4 separate regions of the Mus musculus genome follow, and regions 2, 3 and 4 are each linked to region 1. The links are chromatin contacts, called in public HiChIP or PLAC-seq maps. All regions are on one chromosome and are shown on one strand. Each heading gives the region's core, a stretch centred on a gene start, on an enhancer-like site or on the middle of the called end of the contact. The rest is flanking DNA. Distances are from core to core; before and after follow the strand shown. Region 1 holds the start of Gramd4 (GRAM domain containing 4). Region 2 overlaps Celsr1 (cadherin, EGF LAG seven-pass G-type receptor 1). Region 3 overlaps Cerk (ceramide kinase). Region 4 overlaps Celsr1 (cadherin, EGF LAG seven-pass G-type receptor 1).

What was found. HiChIP or PLAC-seq counts read pairs in DNA pulled down with a chosen protein or histone mark.
Region 2: a contact with region 1 is called in an HNF4G HiChIP or PLAC-seq map of pancreatic cancer cells. The contact joins the enhancer-like site here to the promoter of Gramd4 in region 1. A contact is called at or near these places in 3 of 39 promoter capture datasets (hematopoietic stem and progenitor cells, liver and pre-B cells), 1 of 15 datasets of contacts at CTCF or cohesin (CD8 T cells), 2 of 484 Hi-C or Micro-C datasets (bone marrow-derived macrophages and embryonic fibroblasts), 5 of 115 datasets of contacts at active chromatin or transcription factors (acute myeloid leukemia, double positive thymocytes, embryonic forebrain and 2 more) and 2 of 9 other capture datasets (adipose tissue and liver).
Region 3: an H3K4me3 HiChIP or PLAC-seq map of the SCID.adh cell line shows a contact between it and region 1, with 18 read pairs. The contact joins the enhancer-like site here to the promoter of Gramd4 in region 1. A contact is called at or near these places in 6 of 39 promoter capture datasets (the C10 cell line, the HPC-7 cell line, hematopoietic stem and progenitor cells and 2 more), 4 of 484 Hi-C or Micro-C datasets (CD4 T cells, natural killer cells and pre-B cells), 11 of 115 datasets of contacts at active chromatin or transcription factors (the 230-238 cell line, the SCID.adh cell line, T-cell acute lymphoblastic leukemia and 6 more) and 3 of 9 other capture datasets (adipose tissue, liver and pancreatic islet).
Region 4: a contact with region 1 is called in an H3K4me3 HiChIP or PLAC-seq map of the SCID.adh cell line, with 10 read pairs. The contact joins the enhancer-like site here to the promoter of Gramd4 in region 1. A contact is called at or near these places in 1 of 39 promoter capture datasets (pre-B cells), 2 of 15 datasets of contacts at CTCF or cohesin (CD8 T cells and the NIH/3T3 cell line), 2 of 484 Hi-C or Micro-C datasets (conventional dendritic cells and double positive thymocytes), 2 of 115 datasets of contacts at active chromatin or transcription factors (the SCID.adh cell line and pancreatic cancer cells) and 1 of 9 other capture datasets (embryonic tail).

The regions. Positions count from the first base shown.
Region 1 is chr15:86,055,438-86,060,859 of GRCm38.p6, reverse strand. Gramd4 (GRAM domain containing 4) reads right to left here and starts at 2,098. Exons shown (of 19, transcript NM_001379572.1): 1 at 1,899-2,098. The coding sequence starts at 1,927. Gm41375 (a long non-coding RNA gene) reads left to right here and starts at 2,244. Exons shown (of 3, transcript XR_875536.2): 1 at 2,244-2,468; 2 at 4,019-4,130.
Region 2 is chr15:85,933,649-85,939,070 of GRCm38.p6, reverse strand. It overlaps Celsr1 (cadherin, EGF LAG seven-pass G-type receptor 1), which reads left to right. Exons shown (of 35, transcript NM_009886.2): 9 at 1,061-1,227. Among named protein-coding and RNA genes, the nearest start is that of Trmu, 57 kb to the right of the region's middle. Within about 2 kb of position 3,275, at least 73 of the 459 cell types and tissues checked have an H3K27ac peak or open chromatin away from gene starts, as enhancers often do. A contact at or near this core is called in pancreatic cancer cells, where this site is marked.
Region 3 is chr15:86,166,661-86,172,082 of GRCm38.p6, reverse strand. The region is part of intron 1 of Cerk (ceramide kinase); the gene reads left to right. Among named protein-coding and RNA genes, the nearest start is that of Gm15569, 16 kb to the left of the region's middle. Within about 2 kb of position 2,127, at least 151 of the 459 cell types and tissues checked have an H3K27ac peak or open chromatin away from gene starts, as enhancers often do. A contact at or near this core is called in the HPC-7 cell line, the SCID.adh cell line, T-cell acute lymphoblastic leukemia and 6 more, where this site is marked.
Region 4 is chr15:85,951,340-85,956,761 of GRCm38.p6, reverse strand. The region is part of intron 5 of Celsr1 (cadherin, EGF LAG seven-pass G-type receptor 1); the gene reads left to right. Among named protein-coding and RNA genes, the nearest start is that of Trmu, 75 kb to the right of the region's middle. Within about 2 kb of position 2,556, at least 11 of the 459 cell types and tissues checked have an H3K27ac peak or open chromatin away from gene starts, as enhancers often do. A contact at or near this core is called in the SCID.adh cell line, where this site is marked.

The DNA.
Region 1 (5,422 bases), core at 849-3,348:
AAGGTGAAGCCCAGAGAGAATGAGGACAGCGGAGGCCACGGCTGTTGGCACCGACGACTGCGCTGTCTGCTGGCGCCACTCCGGGGGAGCCACGATAATGGAGGGCACCAGGAGGTTTGGAGAGAGAGAGACCACTGGTTTTCCCTTAAGGAATACACCTCTGCAAAAACCTCTCTGCCTGCCTGGGGAGGAGGCACAGGATAAACAGGTGCCCAGGCTGGGTGGAAACAGACCTCAACTCTGAGACTATCTCGGGCAGTTTATAGGACATAAGTTCTAGCATGGACTCAGACAGACATCTCCGGAACCAACAGGGACAGCCATGTTCACCACCATCAGCCAGGATGGCAGAGGAAAGCAGGGAAATGATGGTCCACAAAGAATTCCATCCTGGGTATCCAACCTCCTAGATATCCTAGCCCGTACCCCTGGGAGTTCAGTAATCAGTACCACAGCAAAGGCAGGGGGCTCCAAGTCCACAAGCAGTTTGGGGAGGAGGGAGGAGCAGGCATGTTGACTGAGACTCCCAGCTGGGGTGTCCCAGAGAGCATCTTTATATTGTGGCTTCATCCTAGCACGGGTCAGGGATACTAAATAAAGCACTCTGACTGGACTGGGCTGTGTATCCCCAAATGGGCCTGGGAACAGGTTGGGCAGAATGAGAGAAGATTCTTCCGATCTCTGCAGGGCCACTAAGCCACCTGAGAGGCACAGGGTGGATGGCCTTGCCTGACTCCTCACCTAGAGTGTGTCTGGCTGCCGTGGAACCCACACCATCTTGTTAACTCTTATCTTGTCATTAGTCACCCACTGATAAGGAAACTGAGGCAGGGCTGGTTTTGTGACAGTGCCTTGCCCGATCTCACAGAACAGGTATCCGAGATAAACTAACTTCCAACTGTCCTTTATTTCAAACCCTACAGAGCCTGGACCATGACCCCTCCTTCTGAACCTGGCCCTAAAGCAAGCTCCTACCTGGCTGGGGTTCAGCGAAATTGAGGATTGGGGGGGGGAGTGCGTTAAGACTCAGCACCTTTAATTTTGTCCCTAATCTACACAAGGCAAGGCAGGAAGGGAACCCACTCTGAACAAGGTCCCCCCAAACTGAATCTCTCTTATCTCTGAAAATGGGAAGTTCCAAAGAGTACAAGGTTCTGCCTCTGGCCCTAGAAGCCTGCTTCTTACCCTGGCCACGGGTAGGAAGGCCACAGGGGAACCAACATCCAGACTAGTCAGTCCCTCTCCACCCTTCAGAGGTGCTGGTCCCGCTCTGGACAGATGAAGTCTTAGGTTAGGGACTGCCACACAGCACCCCACCTTAACGGTTGTATAAACACATAGGCCTAAGCTCCAGCCCAGGTGCCAACTGTCCCCAGAATCCCATAGGCTAATTCCAAATGAAAGGAAAAGATATAACAGAGAGCAGGGTGTGGAAAGGGAGCAAGCGTCCACAACTTTTCCCCGGGTCATCTGTTGGGCCACACCGGCCTGGACAGCCCTCCTCCTTTTCAGTCCTCCCCCACCACCAAGAGAGTGGGTCAGTAGGACGACATTTGCTGTGCCCTCATCCTGACCCCCCCGCTAGCGGCCTAGGCATGGTGACCCATCTAATGACTCCCCCACATCATAGTTTGGGCCCTGCGTCCCATCGACGTCTGCCTCTCGCCCACCAGGACCCTGACCCGCACAGCGCCCGTGGTACGCGCGAGGGGCGGCCGTGACGCGCGCCCCGGGAGCGTGTGTGCGGGGGCGCGCCCGCGCTGCTCCCCGAAGGGAGGGTCGCTGCTGTGGGCCACCGAGTGAGAGTGTGGGCACACGGGGTCGCGGCCCGGCAGCTAGGACAGAGCGTGGCCAGCGTCGCCCAGGTCCGTGTGGGAGTCCGCGTGCGCGCCGCTTACCCTGCGGGATGATCGGGGCCAACTCTCATCCACCCGCCGCCGCGGCGCCCCCCTGGCCGGCCACCCGGCCGCGCTGCACCTGCCGCCCTCCCGGGAGCCCAGCGGCGCCGGGGAGCGGGGACTACGCGGCCCCGCGGGTGCCGGCCACGAGCGCGGAGGCGGCGCCGCGTCGCGCGCTCACGTCCTGCTGCGCGGAGTCTGCGCGCCCCCCGACCGGGCCTGCGCAAGCCGCCGCCCCGCTCCGCCCCCTCGCCTCCCCGCCCTCCCTGCCCGGTGTGTGCGCGCGCGCGCGCCCGATCACGCGGCGCCGCCTTTGTTTGGGTGACCCACGTGGGTCCTCGCCGCGCGTGCCCACGCGCACGCGTGGCCGCCTGCCAGTCGCAGCCACGGGCACAACCGAGCACAAGGATACACTCCACTGTCACCTCTCTCCCGGCGAACTGGCTTGACGGTTACTGCCAAATGGAGACCCGCGCTTGGTGTAGAAATACTTGTCCTGGCACCGCCAGGCTGGACTCAGAGCACAGCTCCACACTGGGAAAAGGACATGGAACCTCCACCTGGAGGGCAGTGAGCAACTCCTCCCTTCTCTCCCACTCAGTACCTAACCAGGAATGCCACATACCTTTAAATGTCACCGTAGCGATAGGAAGCCTACTTTAGCTCTAGTACTATCTTAAAGGAAAAGAGATCCTCCAGGAGTCACTTCCCCCGTTTTGACTCGCCTTTCAAAAACCAGGGTTGACAAGGACCCAGAAAGATAACTAATGAACCTGGTAAAAGACCACACCCTCCAGAACCCCAGGCCCTAGCCTGGTTGGAGGACTGACCTGCAGCACCGTATGGGGTCTGACCTAGGAGGTCCACTGTAGGGTACGAGGGTGACTGTAGCAAACTCAGCATCAGCAAGTGGAGACAGCACATTAGACCTGTGACCACATGACCCGCTTGCACTGCGGGGCTTTGACGACCTCACCTCCAACCCTCTCAATCCAGAACTGTCCCCCACCTTATTATGTCTCAAGCACCCCAGGAGATTTGAGGAATGCTGAAGGACTCTGAAGCTTTCTGGGGGGTGGGGTGGGTGGGGGCAGGATTCAGGCCCCCTTTTGTCCTCCAGCATTGCCTACCTTCCAGACAGGCCTTTGTCCCAGGGTCTGGGGCTGGCATCCAGAGAGGCTCCTGTAGGTGAGCTCTCTCTCTCTCTGAATGCAGAGTGAGAAGCAATGCCCATGTGTAGCACAACATGAGGTCTGTCCAATGGCTCTTGGCTGGCAGTGTGAGATGCCAGGCTAAGCTGCCTGCAGGGCTTGGTCTTGGCAAGATGAGAGCTACTTTGGGCAGGAACCTCCTCTGAGTCACCTTTGTGCGGCATCCCAGCCCAATGCCACACCAATCTCGCTGGTTCCTCCTACCCCTGGCTTTCCCTGCTTCCTCTCTGTCCTACAGCAAAACCGGACTCTGGTCGTCGCCCCACCCCCACCGCCCCCTGCAAGCACAAGTGCTACTTTCCTGCCTCCAGGATTGCCTAGACCATATCCTCCCTGGGGCGCGGAGGAGGGGGGAGCCTCTCCACTCTGGCCCTACCCAACCTTCCAAGCTAACTCCAAAGTTTCAGCTCCACAAAGCCTCCCTTGACCAGTCGCCCAGTTAGAAAATGTTTCTAGCTTCCCAGGAAGCCAGAGTTCTCGGGAGTCATTCCCCACCCTTCTCCTGTGAACTCAGCTGGGCAGCTTCTACCAGGAGAGGTTCGATGCATTCATGTAGGGATCCCTCCCTGCTGAAGTTAAAGTGTGTCTCCAGAGTCCCTGCATTGCAAGCTTAATCCCCAGTACACCCATGTGGCACGTGATTACTTTGAAGGGCTCTGCCCTCAGAAAGGCTTTATGATCTGAGCTGGCTTTATAGAGTAGGCTCTCGATGGAAGGTGGGTTGGTTTGAATGAGAAATGGCCCCCATAGGCTCATATTTTGAATGCTTGGTTCCCCAGATGGTGACATTGTTTGGGAAGGATTAGAAGGTGTGGCCTTGCTAGAGGAGGTGTGTTTCTGGTGTGCTTGAGGTTCCACAAACCCATATTCCTGGTTAACTTTCTCCCTGCCTCATGTCTGTGTCTCAAGGTATAAGCTCCCAGCGACCGCTCCAGCACCATGCCTGCCTGTCTGCTACCATGTTGCCTGCCGTGATAGTTAACGGACTAACCCATGGGAGTCCCAGATTAGACACTTGTCTGTAAGTCACCTTGGTCATAATGTCTCATCAAAGCAATAGAAAAGTAAGTCCCTGACATGCACTCATGAGGATGGCATGACAGGCAGGTCCTCACTATCACACAGGACATCCTGAAGCCAGCCAGCACAGCTGCAGAAGGGCTCTATGCGAGGTGTTACAGGAAGCCCTGCCCCTCACGTCCAGTCACTCTCTCTGGCTTCCTGTTCCTCTGTAGACAGGCCCTGCCCTCAGCTCCTGACCCCAGGGGAGAATCCTCTCTGGCCTTATTCCTGTAGCATATCTCCATCTCTGCTGTTTCCGGTTCAGCCTGCATGTGTTAATGGTGATGGGAAGGGAGCCTGGGAGATGCTGGGGCTTCTGGTCAAGCTGAGCCACCAGAGGCCATAGCATCACCGCATCAGGAAGACAACCAGCAGATACACGCAACAGCCAGAGCCTGGCATAACCCAGAGGGTGCCCAGGAATGTTCTTTGCATGAGTATCCAGGATGAGCCCCACAATGGAGCCAGACTTCTCTAATCCCTCCCCTCCTGCTCACAAGCATTCACTGGGTACCCATTCCCAGGCACTGCCTGGTGGAGAATGAAACTGGTCAATAAGTACATTCTAGAAGACAGACTTGGACAGACACTACCCCTAGGAGAACTTGGGGTTACCATGACCACCACCTACTCAGAGGCTCCTCACAACCATGGCCCCTCATTAACTGATAAAGGCTATTGTGGTCCCGACTGTGTCTCACAAATCTGAATATTTGAAGTCCTAATATACCAGACCTCGGAACAGGACTGCATTTGAAGACAGGGTCTTTACAGAGGCCAGAAAAGCCAATGGGGCCACATGAGCTACCTCCAGTCTAGTTTGTGTGGTTCTTGCGTGGGGAGGAAGTATTTGAGACAGGGTTCCTCTGTGTAGCCCTGTCTGTCCTGGAACTCAATCTGTAGACCAGACTGACCTCGAACTAGGAGATCCACCTGCCTCTGCCTCCCAAGTGTTGGGATCAAAGGCGTGTGTCAGTCACCGTTGCCCAGCTATCTGGCTGGTTCTTACCAAAAGACAATCAGGACACAGACTGAAAGGGATGACCATGTGGAGACAGAGAAGGCAGAGACTCACTCCACACCCTGGTGAAAAGGAACTGACCTTGTACAGTAAGGAAATCTCTCTTCCACCCGCTGTCCTAAAAGCCACCTGATATGAAAGGCCACGCACACACTGCGATCCACTGACCCCACCTTCTCTGCTCAAAGTGAGCTAGATACAGAGGGATATCTATCAAAGGCCAGAGCCAG
Region 2 (5,422 bases), core at 2,026-4,525, 120 kb after region 1:
CAGATGGGAGGGGGAACACCCAGCAGACTGGGAGAGGCTGGGAGAGAGGTCCAGGACCTGGGGTCAGCTCCATAGGATATAAAGGCAGGTAGCCATGAAGGTCAGAAGAGCAAGGTGGCTGTGGACACACCTGAGCCCTGTGGAGTTCTAGGGTGTCTTTCCTGACAGCTGCTGCTGATTGGGCCTAGTGATGAGCATGAAAGACGACCGCCTGCCCATCACTCGGAGATGCTGCCGGGTTTGAGTGGTGTCTTATTTCTTCCCTGTTGCCGAGTGATGTTAAAACACCATGATGAGGGGCTGGAGAAATGGCTCAGAGGTTAAGAGCAATGGCTGCTCTTTCAGAGGTCCTGAGTTCAATTTCCAGCAACCACATGGTGGCTCACAACCATCTCTAATGAGATCTGGTGCCTTCTTCTGGCATGCATGCACACATGCAGGCAGAAGAACACTGTATAAATAATAAATAAAAAAAAAGAAACTATGAGAAAAAGAGAGAAAGGGTTTATTTGGCTCACGATTCCAGATCACAGTAAGTCTTTTGTAACGTGACAGAGATGCCACAGTAGCAGAGCTTAGGACAGAATGGTGACATCACATAATCACCATAATTAAGAGCAGAGAGCAATGCATGCATTCATGCTAGAGCCCCACTCTGTCTTCAGTCTTAAATAAGCCATGATCCCCTGCCTAGGGAATGGTGCCACCCACCCACCCTCCCAAAAGCTGAACCTGCTCCATGTCCCAAGTGCCACAGTACCACTTGTTGACTGTCATCTCATTTAGAGGGTGGGCTCCCTAAACTTTCCCACACTTTTGGATGTGTCTGGTAACACTCAGGGGCTTCTTCACCCAGTGAGCTGTACAGAAACCAAGGTGGGCATTTACAGAGTCCGTTGATGGGTTCTTAGGGTGGTACTGAACACATATACAAGTCTGAAGCTAGCATGTGGGTTAGAATGAAAGGCAAAGTGAAGAAGGGCTTCACCTGGCTGGCAGCCGAGAAGATGCTCTCTGCCTAATTTTGGGAGGTGCCTGAGGCCCTGGTCTGTTTCTGCAGCTATGCCACACCCTCAGCGCTTCACTGGTGAGAGCGTCGTGTTGTGGAGTGACCTTGACATCACCATCTCTGTGCCTTGGTACCTGGGGCTCATGTTCCGGACCCGGAAGGAGGATGGTGTGCTGATGGAAGCCACAGCTGGCACGTCTTCCAGGCTCCATCTCCAGGTGAGTGTGTCTTCGAAACACACAGGCACCTGCAGAGCAGACAAGTGCTCTAGAAGGAGAACCAGACAGCGGGGGTTTCCCAGGCTGCCTGGGAAGGGCATCCGCTACTCATCTCCCCGCTCCTACGCTTGCCCTATAGTGGGCAGAGAGAACGCAGAGGGAAATATGGGTGACCCAAGGTGCAGTGCCATTGTGCCGTTCAGGATAGGGGTAGTGCAGAGTTCGTGCATAACTATGGGCTCCTGTGGACTTCCTTTCCAGCACCCACTTGCCTTCACTACAGTCACAGAATGGAGCATAGAACCTCAGAGCTGCTGGGTCTGTGTAACTTGCCCTAGACAGAAGCTCTGGTCTGCCTGCCTGGAATTTGGCTGGTTTTTGTTTTTGTTTTTGTTTTTTTGGTTTTTTTTTGTTTTTTTTTTCCTGGCTTGATTCACAGCCTTTCAGGGCGAAGGCAAAGGGCTGCAGCAGATTTGGGGCGTGAGCTTCCATCAGTGCAAAGTGCAAGTTCTCACCCCCATATTAAACCTACATGCTGCCATACCCCGGGTCCCTGCCTCGAGGGATCTTGAGGACCCCGTCACTTCATGCCACGTGTGTGTTTTCTTTATATTTACCTCTAACCATTCGGCTTGTTTGGAACTTTAGGTCAGAGTACCCGGACATTTCTGGAAGTGGTTTTAATGCACCGCATTCACACGTTCGCATATCTCTTACATGACAGATGGTTTCTGCTAGGTCGTTGGAGCCAGAGGTAGCAAGGGATGCTACTCCTTTGTGGGGATCACCCAGGGCTGTCTCACTGAGCTACCCTCACTTTCCAGCCCTCCACTGTCTGTACAGTAGAGAGAGCCCTTATCCAAGGCTCCGAGGTTCCGAGGTTCCGGATGAGCCCTCTGTCTGGGAATCCGTACTTGACCAGGAGGTCCCACTGAGCCCCCAACTCTGCCCTTGTATCTCTGACATTGGCACTGACCAGACAGATTTTCTTGTATAAACCATGGCCCATAATTCCTGGGCAGGGTCAGAATTCTCCAGTTTTGGCTTTCCTTGGAGTTAACACTCGCAGTAGTCAGGAGGCCCAGAGGTCACTGTCAATGGTCACTTAGAGGAATCATGCCCTAGCAAGGATTTGGGCTCAAATCTGGAGGAACTAGTAACTAAGTATGTCTTTCTTTCTTTCAGGCTTTTCCAAAGATTGTATATGTAAGCACATGCATGTGTGCCTATGTCTCTCTGTGTGCTCGTGTCTGCCTACGTATGTGAATGTGTCTGAGCATGTGTGCGCGTGCATCTGTGTGTATAACTGGGCATGTCTTTATGCACGTGTCTGTGTTTGCATGTGTTCGTGACCGTGTATTTATGTTTGTGTGCACGTTTGTGTATATGTCTGTGAGTGCATGCGTGCCCATATGTGTATGTATGTTTGTGTTTGTGTGCTCATGTGTATGTATGTTTATGCATGAGTGCATGCATCTCTCTGTGTGTCCGTATGTATGTGAGTGCATGTAACAAGCCCTGGTGCCCGTAGACTTCCTTCCCCATAGGTCATCCTCTGTCTCCTTCTCCCTCCTCCCCTTCAGCACAGCCTCTACTGGATATCTGTCTCTTCCCTTCCCGAGGAATGAGGTCTGACCCAAGCTTTAAGGGTAGTGGCTCCTGGAATTCCCATGGCCCCTGCTGTCCCCATGTCCTCATAAAGCCATAGCTTGTTTCTTCTACTTCCTGGGCCCTGGATTCTTGTTCTTCATCCCAGTCAGGCAGCTGGAGTGGAGTCGGAGATAGTCAGAGGAGAGGTGGACCCTAAGGAGTGTCTGTACCAAGCTCCCATTTCACGTGAGGCAAATTGAAGCTAGAGGCTCGTGTAACCTAGGCCCCATGGATCCTGAGTCAGCCAGAGAACCCCTCAGCAGAGCTCAGAGAGTGGGAGGAGTCAGGGATGCCCAGAGCCCTCCCTTCTTCCAGCTCGCTGCCAGAGGTCACAGGGCCCTTGGATAGATTTGTTTGCATTGGCTGGAGGGTGGGGCCATCAGCCCAGACAGAAGCCAGCCTCTAGCCTGTGCCTGCCCACTTACCTGAGGTCACAGCCCCAGAGGTTGGGGGTTGTTGGTGTGCATGGCAAATTCTTTCCTCATTAGCTGTAATTTCACAAGGTTCCCGGCTGGCCAGAAGCTCACTTTGGCCTGAACTTGGAAGCACCGCCCTGCCTGGGGATGCTATTTCTCTGTGGGTGTTGCTCTGTCGGAACATATTAAATTGGCCGTTTTCATTCAGGTGATGACGGGCGCCTACAAGCTGTCATTAGTGTACCTGGAGGGAAAAAGGCTCTGTTCAGCAAGGTTAGCCCTGACTAACTCTGGTAGCCACAGAATTAAAGACTGGATACACCAAGGAGGGCTTTAAGGGGTCCTGTAGACCTCATGAGCAACCCAAGGGGCCACCTTGTTATGGTTCGCAGAGGCTGCTCTAACAGGAATTGGGGGTGGGGGTAGGGTTTGTGTGACATGTTCAGCTTGTGGTGTCCTGACTGCCAAGAGAGTGCTGTGATGCAGCAGTTTGAATGTCCCCATCCCGTGTCAGGCCAAAGCCTGGACAAGTTAGCTAATTGCTGTCAGGCAGCCCAGATCCAGCTATATCATCGAGCAGAATAACCATACTGTTGTTGACATCTGTCTTGAATCGAGTAGAAGTACACGATGGGTGGCTGCTCCTGTCCCTGTCCTGGGGTTTATTCACAGCCTCTCCTTTTGTTGCAGACACATGCCATTTTCAACTTCCTTGTTGATCTCTTTTTTTTGAGGGGTTTGCCAGCAAGGCCAGTGAGAGAGAATAGCCCAGGAAACTTGTGTGAGGCAAAGGAAGCAATATGTAAAATGGTGAAAATTACCTTCCAAAATCAGCTAGTGGCGGAGACCAAAGTCAAGATGCATCGGTATTGACATTAGTCCTTTCTGTCAGGGTTTCTCCTGAGGCCTGTGGAGTACCTTGAGTTAACCAGCATGAGACACTTTGTATTGAAACCTTTGATATTGTTTCTAATGGTTAGAGGCCACACAACTTGGGCCCCCTGAGTTTAAGCCCTTGGAAATGTGTCGAGACTTGCTTTAAAGCCTGGATCCAACCAGCCTTCGTCAATATTCTGTGTGGACTTGAAAAGAATGTGTTCTCTGCTGTCGTTAAGCAAGGAGAGCCACATGTGTTGAGACCGTGGCACTGATTGTGGTGACACAGGCCCAGACCGTGTCAGGGGCTGGTGGTGTAGCTCAGTGGGTAGATTGCCTGCCTTGTGCATACAAGGCCCTGGGCTACACACTAAACATTGCATAAATCAGGTGGAATGTAATCCCAGATTTTAGGAAGTAGAAACTGAAGGATTTGAAACTCAAGGCCACCCTGGGCTTACTTAGGAAGTTGGAAGCCAGTCTGGGCTGTGTAGACCCTGTCTCAAAAACAAACACACACACACACACACACACACACACACACACACACACACACACACACAAACAAACCAAAACAAACCAGAAAACCAAAAAACCAAAAGCCTCTAAAAACCCTATGCCATTGTCATATTTGCTGTTTGCCATGGTGGCAATTTGATTCTGAACTTCGACAATCAGCTTCCTTTCTTTTCTGGCTAACTGGCTATGGTCATCATGTGCCCTTTCTGGTGATGGTGCTTGCCTTAAAGTTGCTCTGTCTGCTGATATAGTTGTACCAGCGCTTCTTCCTATAGGGTTTCTGTCCATCCTTTTTGTTTTTTTTTTTGTTTGTTTGTTTTGTTTTGTTTGTTTTTTTTTTGAGACAGCTTCTCAGTGTAGCCCTAGCTGTCCTGGAACTCACATTTTCTACCAGGCTGGTCTTAAACTCAGAGACCCACCTGCCTCTGCCTCCTGTGAGCTGGGATTAAAGGTGTAGTCACAGACTTGAGAGAGTCAAAGCCATGCATCTGTTCCTCCAAGATCTGCTGATTCTTGTTTACTACAAGAATCATAGCCTTTTGTTGTCCCAGCGCAAAGCCTTGAAGATGCTGGCCCATCCAGCCTTGCTTGAAGATGCTGGCCCATCCAGCCTTGCTGGGATTGGGATTGTGGTCCTTATCCCATGGGCCTGCAGGACACTCTTCAGCAATTGCTGAAGTTTGAGTCTTCAGAACCAGATGGTAGCCCTGGGGGAAACCAGAGTTCCTTCCCCT
Region 3 (5,422 bases), core at 878-3,377, 110 kb before region 1:
TTGTTTTTAAAACATGGATTGGTTTTTGTTGTTTGTTTGTTTGTGGGGTTTCTCTGTGTAGTCCTGGCTGCCCGGGTACTAACTATGCAGACCAGGCTGGACTCGAACTCAGACCTGTCTGCCTCTGCTGCACCCCTCGCTGCACCCCCCCCCCCGTGCCCTGTCCCCAACCCCGAGTGCTGGGATCAAAGCTGGATTTAATTGGATTTAATGTCAGGAAATGAATGGTGAAGGGGCAGGGGCATTTAGGTTTAGCTCTGCTGGCTGGAAATGAGTTAAGTCCCCCCAGCCCATGTCACAGGCAGTGGCTCCATCACAGTGAAGAACCTGGCAGGAGAGAGACAGAAGAGCTCTGTGTTTGGGGCAGACACTTCTAACACCTCTGAGCTGAACTCCAAAAATGTGAAAACCGTTTAAAATACAGTCTTGTAAGATGTGCCAGGGCAGGTAAGATGAACCTGCCCTAATGTGTTAACTAAAAGAGCACCCTCCTAGGCAGACAGAGACCAGATCTCGTAGCCGTTTGCTATTCTTTGTAACTGGAGTAGTGTTTTTGAAAACAAAGGCTCTGAGCAGGCGTGCGTGGAAGTGCAGGTGCGAGTGTATGCCTGTGTGCATGCGAGCAATGCATGTGTGCGAAAGCACATGTGCACGTGTAGAGGTCAGAGGTTAACATCAAGCATCTTCCTCGGTCACTCTCCGACTTTATTTTCATTAAAAATTTTTTATATTTATTTTATCCTATGCTCCTGAGTGTTTTGACGGCATGTATGGATATGTACCATGTGTTCCTGGTGCCTGCACAGGCCAGGAAAGGGAGTCAGATCTCCTGGAACTGGAGTTACAGATAGCCATGAGCTGCCATGTGGTTGCTGGAAATTAGACCCAGAGCTCTTAATCACTGAGCCATCTCTCCAGCCCCTTCTCCCACACTTAACTTCCCCTCCCCAACCTCAATTTGCTTTTTGAGGCAGGCTCTCTTTTTCAGACCTGGGACTAGAATGTCTGGCCAATGAACCTCTGGGGTGTCCTGTCTCTACCCACCCACCCCCAAACCCCTGGATCACAAACAAGCCCCACACGAACTGTAACTGACTTTCCAAGTAGGTGCTGGGGATCGAACCTGAGCCCCTATGCTTGTTCAGCAAGCATTTTACCTACTAGTCATCTCCTCAGGCCCCGAGAAGACAGTCTTCCTCACTCGGCTTGTGATTTGTTTTGCAATCCATGCCATTGCTTTGCTGGGCTGACGAGAAGCTGGAATGATGGGGGTGGAGGTGGGGTGACTCATGAGGCAAGGGTGTCTGGAAGGGGTCCCTGGGAGGCACTACCAAAGTTCACTTGGCCTGTACCAGGAAGGTAGGAGGGGGCAGGGGTTACTCTAACCTCTGGATTCTGAAGGAAAAGGGTAGATTTCTCTGGGGGGGGGCAGAAACTCGCTCTGGCTTGAAGGAGAGAGTGACTTCTCAGTGCTCGTGCCACCGGCAAGAAGGTGGCACTTCGAGGTGGACCTCACTCCTCCAACTAGGCCCTCTGGACAAGTATGTAGAATGATTTGAAAAACCATCATCATTCTAGCTTCTCGTCAGCCCAGCAAAGCAATGGCATGGATTGCAAAACAAATCACAAGCCGAGTGAAGAAGACTGTCTTCTCGGGGCCTGAGGAGATGACTAGTTTGCTGGTAGTAAGGAGTCCAGGGTTGGACCCACGATTGGCTAGGTCCTTGTGCAACAGGCTGATGGGGACGCATCCAGAGTCCCAAATGGAGTGGGCAAGGACACCTATGAGTGCTTACCTCGTCCTACACAGTGTTGGGGGCACTGGAGGTTAGAGTGAACTGGCCTCTGTACCCACAACAGGTTGGGGCCCCACTTTGGTGTACTCAGGACAGCAACACCATAAACAGGGCCACCTCTCAGAATGGTGGGGGCACCAGGAGCAGCACTCTGTGTCCCCACATCAGGTGTGTGACTGGCACAGTGAATGGTACTGTGGTCCCTGTGAGGGGACAGGTAGAGACTGCACAATGCGGGTGTGGGCTTGGTCCTTTTGGGCTGTGGGCCACAGCATCTGTCATCTTTTGTGTCTTGGACACTCACTGCTCCTGCCCTAAGGCTGACCCGCAGTCTGACTGTGAGGTCCTGGAAAAGGAAGTTAATATCCTTTGTAGCGATCCAGGACATTTGACTCTGAGTCATAGCCAGCCATTATTTTATTAAAGGGAAGGGGACGTGCCTAATGACTGTCAGCCACTGCTTTTCTGTGATCAGGAACAGGATCTACAAGAGCCTAGGGTAACATCCACCACTCATGGCCGAGGCTGCCTGGCAAGCTGAGTGTAGAAGCATGAGAAAGTTGGCTGCTCTTGGCACATCCCAGCTGCAGCCTAGACAGCACAGGGCACAGCAAGACAGCATACCGTTCTTGGACCAGATGAGCTATGCCTAGCCCTGGCTTTCTTATTTCTTTCCCTTCAAAGCAGAAAGTTCCCTGAAGGGCAGCCTGTTGCCAGTGTCCTCATCACACAGGCTCGGGGCCTGCCTGGTCTGGGAAAAACTGCACTTCTCATCCCGGGTCTCTGTGAACCTTCTAACCTTGCTGGTAGTGTATGAGGACGTGTACCAGAGAAATATAGCATTCTATAGGAAAAGAAAGGGCCCAGAATTCCTGCCTGGCCAGCTGTTTGCCAGGGTCCCCCTCCTGTTCTCAGTTGCTGTGGTTGATGTCATCAAGTGTCCATGTGGCCATCCTGGTGTGTGGGCATCTCCCCGTACGGTCTAGACTGCATATCAGAGAACTTGTTTGAGGGGCATTCCACCCCAAGAGGTCCAGATGCCAGCTCCTTCAATACCTCTGAGTCACACAGTTCTCGCCACTGACCCCTGTGACTGACAGTCTCAGTTTCCTGGCACAAGGCATTGGATGTAGAGGTGGGGGTGTAGAAGATGTAGAGGTGCTGTGCAGGGATGGGGGGCCTGTTGGAAGCACAGCGCCACTGATGATAGCTCAGGTTTCTGATAGGTCATTTTTATCGAGCCGTTCTTCTTTGTCCACAGATCCTCATTCCTTCCCTTCCCTTAGCCCCGCCCAGTCCCTAGCAGGGAGATGCTACAATCTCCTACACCCTACATGACATTCCCATCATAGAGCCCCTCTCTCCTTGCATCCCTGACTCCTTGTCCCTCACTGCTTCTTGGCCTACCCTCTTCCTACTGTTGTTCTCTCCGGAACCACTAGCTCAATCACAAGATCTCCCCAGCCCCTCCCCCCCCCCACGCCAGGCCTGAGTCCCTCCTGACAGCTCATGTGACTTACCCTAGTTCAATGTTTTTCCGCCTCCCAATTCACCCATCCGGTTATGCTTGTGGGGATCTAAACAGTGCTGGTTTTAGAGCTTTTGTTCCCACCAAGGGACAATGCCAGTGTCACATGAGCCGTGGTGTGGCTTGTGTGCAACGGCAGCTGTGGAATGTACTGTGGGCTGCGTGGCTGTGTGGGGTCCCTGGTGCAGCATGGCCTTTGGGGTCTGGCCAGCAGAGCATGTGACATCAGGGACATTAGGACACTGTTCTCTCCTTTCTTGGTCTGAGACTCCCTCTGAATATGTAAGATGAAGCATGATTCGTGGGCACACTTTTAAGAGAGTTGTCCAACCGTCACTAGCACACTTTAGTTATTTTGTGATGTAACACGGTTGCCTCTTAGTCTTCTGAACATCAGATGCTTATCTCACTCCACGACTGTGCTTAGCAGCTGTGACTTCTGTCACCTGATTCTTAGGGACAGTCACAGTTATGAATAAGAGGCACTGGGAAATGCTTGAAGTCTGCCCTCAGTGGTCCTAGACTCAAAGCACAGGGGGCTTTATCAGAGGGTCACTGCCTCAGGTTTGTTCTGAGGACCTGATGTGAGCTTGGCAGGTGAGCCATAACAGCACAGAGATGTGCCTCTGTCACCTCCTGGTGTTGCAGGAAGGAGGCAGTCAGAGGTCGGGTGGGTACAGGGAGTGGGTGCAGGGTCACAAGCAGGGCAGGATTTGGAGGCGGCTCCATGAGGGCCAGGTCAACATCCCCAGAAATGGGGAAGATGGGTAAGTTGCAGGAGAAGGGAGGGGCCATGTCGGAGAATTGGCTGCTGGTGGCAAGCTACTTGCTATGTAGAAGGTGTCCAGATGTCTGTCACAGGGCCTGTCCTGAGTAACATCCTCGCAGGAGTAACGAGGAGCTGTGTGGGGTGAGGGAAGGGGAAGACTAGGGAAGGGAGAATTAGAAGCAGCTAAAAACTGAATTTCGGAGGCACAATGGTATAAAAATGGGAATCCCAGGAGGCAGCCACCTGTGGAATGCTGAGGGTGGCCCCAGACCCAGGGTGGGCACAGGGTCCACAAGGCAATGGGCTTGATCCTGCTCAGTTCAGCCCCTCCCAGTGTATGTGCCTCTGGGGATTCTGGGGGCATGACTACAATCCTTTCATGGCTCAGATCGAACCTTCCAGGTTCTGATGACCCAATTTCAATGGCACCAACTTGGGGAAAAATACTACCACAAAGGGATCACAGGTGCCACCACAGCATGGCCTGCTAATTTGGGTGCTGGCAGAGACGCAGGATTTTTTTAGCTAGACTGCAGGGTTGAGAGCCAACCTAGGAAGCCAGCAGGTAGCAATGTTCATCTGTACAAAAATACAAGGTGATTCATAAAGAAGCATTGGGAGTCCAGCCTGTGTTCAAAGAGGATGCTGTGTCTGTAATTGCCTCTGCTCCCCCTGACCGGCATAGCCTCAGCCCACAGCTTCTGTCGGAACCTGTTATTTCCCAAGGCTGCGTGCCCAGCCTAGAACTTTCTTTTGATCCAAGTTAAGTAATTACAGCATGCGTCAAGCAAGTTTAGACCAGTCTGCCTCTCTCTGAGCTACTGGGTTAGAGATTTTTAGTCACCAGGCATGACGGGGTACACCCATATGCACTCAAGAGGCTGAGGCAGGAGGATTGAGAGTCCATGGCTAATCTGGGATATCTAGAAAGACTGTACTTAACTCAAAGCAACAGAATCAAACCAAAAGATTGCCTGGAGCTGTGATTCTCTAGGCCAGTGGTTCTCAACCTTCCTAGTGCTACAGCCCTTTAATACAGTGCCTCACGTTGTGGTGCCCCCCACCCCCATCATAAAATTCTTCCATTGCTATTTCATAACTGTAATGTTGCTACTGTTAAGAATTGTAATGTAAGCCGAGCAGTGGTGGCACACGCCTTTAATCCCAGCACTCGGGAGGCAGAGGCAGGCCGATTTCTGAGTTTGAGGCCAGCCTGGTCTACAGAGTGAGTTCCAGGACAGCCAGGGCTCCACAGAGAAACCCTGTCTTGAAAAACCAAAAATAAATAAATAAATATATAAAGAAATGTAATATCCAATGTCTGAGACA
Region 4 (5,422 bases), core at 1,307-3,806, 100 kb after region 1:
GACTTGCTGGCCTCTACTCCCAGGCAGAACATCCAGGAACATTCACCCTATCACCTTGCTGACTTACCTTGGTCCTGTGGCTTCTCTTATATGTTCTTCCTGCTATACATCCTCCGTACCTTATGTGGACACTCCCAGTGGTTTGTGCTTCCAGAATGTATAGGCCTGTGAGAATGAACCACGGGAACCCTGGGGCATCAGGGAAACATGGGGTGTATTTCCTTTCTTGCTTACGTCAGAGACACCCATCCAGACTGCAGGCTTGCTGCTGAGGGAGGGGAGGGGTGGGTGGGAGGTTGAGCCAGCCTCCATTTCCCCATTCGAAGCTTCTGCATCTGTTTGCTGTGGCCAGAGCAACAGCGCATCCTGTGGTTGGGTGGGGCCTCTCAGCCCAGCTGTGAATTCTCTATCCTGTGAGCCAGCTCAGAGGAGCACCCCATTACAGAAGGCTACCTCAAATGGCCCAGAAGAAAGAGGGGCCCCGTGCCAGAGGATCAGTAGGTAAACGTGGGTTACTGGAATCTGTGGTTCCCTTTCTAGGCTGGGTCCTTTCAACAGCTCCCTCCACCTCCCAGTGAACAAACACAGCCCGGAGCACAGGATTAGGCCTTTGCTGGGCTGTTTCCTTCTCTTGCCAGAGGGTGGGTATTTTAGGGAAGAAACCAACCAGTCTCCCTTATGGCCTTTAACCTCCATGTGGGGGTTAAGTAGGCCACACAACAGGGGGATATTAGCAGAGATTACAGTACGGCCCTGATGTTTCTGTCTGCCTCTGCCTCTACCAATCCAGGTTGCAGGGACAGACACGCTTTGGGCCTGGGAAGACCTGTCAGGCTGGGAACAATTTCAGGCCTGAGTCCGGGCAGCAGCCTGAGGTCACAGTACTCCAGTGTGGGCGTATTCATTTTATTATTTTATTGGGTTCTTATACTTCTACCTCCCTTGCAACCCCATTTCATCCTAATTTCTTCTAGCCCCCAATACTAGGTAGGAGATAAAGAAGGCTAGAGTGGAAAGCCGGTGTAGACCTCTATTGGCTACTTCCTGCTGATTAGGGTCGTCCAGTTCCTAGGGGCAAGTCCAATCTTCCACATCAGAGTATCTCCAACTTCCTCTGGTCGAGCCATAACAACAGCAACCAGGGCAGCAGCCTCCTCCTTCAAAGCCCCCTCCCCCCACTCCTCTCAAGGCTCTGACATTTATTCCCTCTCCAGCGTCCCCAGAATTAAACTATCTGCAGCTGGCAAAAATCACACTCCCTTAGAGCAGGAACAAGACCATCAGAGGTAACGGCTGTGGACAAACTGAAGCAGCCCCTATCCCACACCCGGGATTAGACAGAAAAACATATTCACACGATGTGACTTTTTAAAAAAATATTTATTTATTTATTATATGTAAGTACACTGTAGCTGTCTTCAGACACCCCAGAAAAGGGCATGAGATCTCATTACAGACGATTGTGAGCCACCACATGGTTGCTAGGATTTAGAAGAACAGTTGGAGCTCTTAATTGCTGAGCCATCTCTCCAGCCCTGGGTTGTTTTTTTTTTTTTTAAAGAAACCAAAACTCTCACTTGACTCCAGTCTGTAAAGATGGAAAGAGACTCCGAAAGTGACACTTTCAGGGCGAGTCACTCTGTTGGGTCTCTGTGTGGGAATTGTCATTGTCATCCTCATTTGTGGCCGTCTCTGTTCCGAGTCCTCTGGCAATAAAATGTGGAATGACCTCAGGCTACCGAAGATGGCTGAGAAGGTTGCCTGAGGAGAGGTTCAAGGTGATGAAGGAGAGTAAGCCACACTTGAAGGGACTCAAGCCGCATCCTGATGGTGGCCTTAAGTTGAGTGGGGTCCAGCAGCAGCTAGCTGTGCCGGTCCCGAGCGCACTGCTCCTGGAGACTTGTGCATCTCTCCGACTCTGCAGTAAGGGTGTGGAGTTGACTGCTGGCTGCAACTGTCACATCTGCCCCGCTCTTTAGGAATGCTGGCTTCCTTCAGGCACATCTTTGCCATGCTTAGATTCGATCCTGGGCATTGCCAGGTCAGCCTGCCAACATGCCTCTGCCCAGAGACCACAGTGCCCTTTGTGGGAACCTTGTGCTCTGCTGGCCTGTGGGGGGACTTCAGAGCTGCCAGGTTGGCTTCTCGTCCGGGTCCCCTGGGGAAACAGGTGAAACGCACAAACAGGATGATCCAGGGAAGGAGGGACGACGGGCAGGCCAGTGTGGGGCAGCAGGGAGGCCTGCTGGCCTAGGGCAGGTGATGGTGGAGCTGTGTGACTGTCCATCCTGGAGGTCACACTGTGGTCAGGCCCTGAGGAGGACAGTGTCTGTGGCCTCAGGGAACCCTCTGCAGACCTTCCCAGTGAGGGCAGGTGAAGGCGGTTTGCTCTTTCTTCCTACTTAGTGACATTTTCAGTGAGAACACCTGTTGGTTAAGTCAGCCTCCAGGGAAACAGGAGCCCACTGGAGTTGGTGGTGGCTCCAGCAAGGGCCTGTTAGAGAAAGCCACTGTTCCTGCCTCTTGGGTTTCACCCAGCCCTTCTCTGGAAGCACCAGGGAGGTTTGGCTGAGTGGAGATTTGTGGTTGTGGCCTCCCTGTTGATTCTCTTCCCCACCCCCTTGCCCCGGGCTTTTGTAAAAATAGGTTAAGCAGGCTGGAGAGATGGCTCAGCGGTTAAGAGCACTGACTGCTCTTCCCGAGGTCCTGAGTTCAATTCCCAGCAATTATATGGTGGCTCACAACCATCTGTAATGGGATCCCTTGCCCTCTTCTGGTGTGTCTGAAGACAGCAACAGTGTACTCACATACATAAAGTAAATCTTAAAAAAAATAAACGGCTAGGCGTGTCCACCTAGGGCATAGGATGGCTGATGTCAGTAAACGCATTTTAACTCATTTCTTTGCACTTGAAACTCGGGTTTCAATGCTTTGTTTCTTTTAAGTCACCTTTCAGCACCCAGGAGTGTGTGTGGTGTTAAGAGAACATTATTACCCACACCCCCAACACAGAGGCATCTGGCTGCTTCCAAAAGAGGCGTGCGTGGTCTAGAGGGGAGGGAACCGACTACTGGACAGTGGTAATCTTGAGTTCCTCTTTTGCTTCCTGAGGGATTTTGGCTACACCTTGCTTTGCTTAAGGAGCCCAAGTGGGGTCTGGGGACACAGGGACACCACAAGTCCCACCCTCTTGGATGTCTCAAGGGATCGACCTGACTAGAGCTAACACACATGTCAGAAAAGCTAAGGTCAGGTGGGCTGTGACTTGGAACGTGTGTGTGTGTGTGTGTGTGTGTGTGTGTGTGTTGTGTGTGCATGCATGTGTGCATGTATGTATGTATTGGTGTTTTGAGACAGAGTTTCTCTATTATGTAGCCCTGGCTATCCTGGAACTCACTATGTAGAACAGGCTGGCCCCAAACTGGTAGGATCCACCTGACTCTGCCTCCCCCAGTGCTGGTAATAAAGACATGCACACCGTGCACTGAATGGAGACAGATTTAAGGTTTACAGCTAAACAGGGAAGCAGGTTTACTAATCTCAATAGGTGTCTATAAGGAAGCAGTCTCAGGCTGTAGCCATCCGATTTATTAATTAATTTATTTTATGTATGTGAGTACATTGTAGCTGTACAGATGGTTGTGAGCCTTCATGTGGTTGTTGGGAATTGAATTTTTAGGACCTCTGCTCACTCTGGTCGGCCTTGCTCACTGCAGTCAATGGTTGGCTCCGCTGGCTCAGTCCCTGCTCACTCCGGCCCAAAGATTTATTTATTATTATACATGAGTTCACTGTAGCTGACTTCAGACACACCAGAAGAGGGTGTCAGATCTCATTACATTGTGAGCCACCGAGTGGTTGCTGGGATTTGAACTCAGGACCTTCGGAAGAGCAGTCGGCTCTTACCCACTGAGCCATCTCACTAGCCCCGGTTGATGCTTTCTATACACACTGTTAACATTCCCAGAGGAAGGCTTTTTTCTGAAGCTCACCCAGGGAAGGCTTTGCCACTCCCATGAGACTGAGCGTTGAAGTTCTTGAGGTGGCCATGCCCAAGTCAGATAATACACAACACTCAGGACTCCATCCGCTCTCCACGTGAGGACCCTCTTAGTTGGGACCCTCCTCACTGCCTTGGTCAGGAAACCAAGGGTACCACATGTATTTGGCTGTGCCTACCTCAGTTCCTCAGACAGCCCCCAGCTCATTGGGAAGTGAGCTTTATGTGGTCATCTCGGACTCATGGGGTAGTGTGGACTCTCCTGTGGGGTACCCTCAGGATGTGGGGAGAAAATGGCGTCTGAAGTCAGGGTGAGTCTGTAGGGGAAGTTTTCTTGAAGGGATTAGGAGGCGAGAGGGGCCAGTTGTTGGGCTTCTCACTCTGGCACATCTGGCATTTGGGGTTGACGATGACCTTAGTAGGGAAGAGGCTCATTCTGTGTTCCTGGCCATTACTAACAAGATGTCACAGGACCCATGCCCTAGTGAAGATTCAAATGTCTCGAGTCATTACTAAATATCTTCAAAGGATTGCCCCCTTCTGGGCCTTCTGCCTCTAGCACAGGGACATCACTGTCTTGGCTGTCATACTGGCCTCCTGCAGCTGACAGGGCTTGTGAAGTTCCTCTCAGATCAGGTTGGCTCTTAGGTGCTTGGACCCTTCTTGTTCTAGGAATGATCCGAATGGTGATCCTCCTCCTCCTCCTCTTCCTCCTCTTCTTCCTCCTCCTTCTTCTTCTTCCTCCTCCTTCTCCATATCAGCATCAGCATCATTATCATCATCGTGGATAGCAGTTTTAAATTTTTTCCATCAAGTCCCTAATAGCCCCGTAAGTCAAGCCGACCAATCCAAGACCTCAGTAGCAAGTTACAGTATCTAGTCTGGTTTTCTTTTTCTTTTTTTTTTTTTTTTTGGTTTTTCGAGGGTTTTTCTGTATAGTCCTGGCTGTCCTGGAACTCACTCTGTAGACCAGGCTGGCCTTGAACTCAGAAATCCGCCTGCCTCTGCCTCCCAAGTGCTGAGATTAAAGGCGTGCACTACCATGCCTGGCTTAGTCTGGTTTTCTTGCATTTTCCCTCCAAAACATGGACAAAATCAGTCTTCCTTTTCACAGCTTGTGCATAGCGGGGTCTGCTTCCCAATACCCTATAATTAGGGAGTAAACGTGTGATCAAGAAACTGTGTCAGCTGTGAGAAGATAGTGACGATACTTTACAGGTGTGATCTTGGTTAAAGGAGAGAGAGAGACAGAGAGAGGGGGGAGCGAGAGAGTGAGCGCAAATTGTACAGGAACTGCAAACTATTGGGGGTTGGAGATAGATGACTCGGGTGTTCAGAGCGCTGGCTGACATGAGCTTGGTTCCCAGCATGCACGTGGCCGCTCACAAGCATCTGTAACTCCAGTTCCTGGGTATTCGTCAT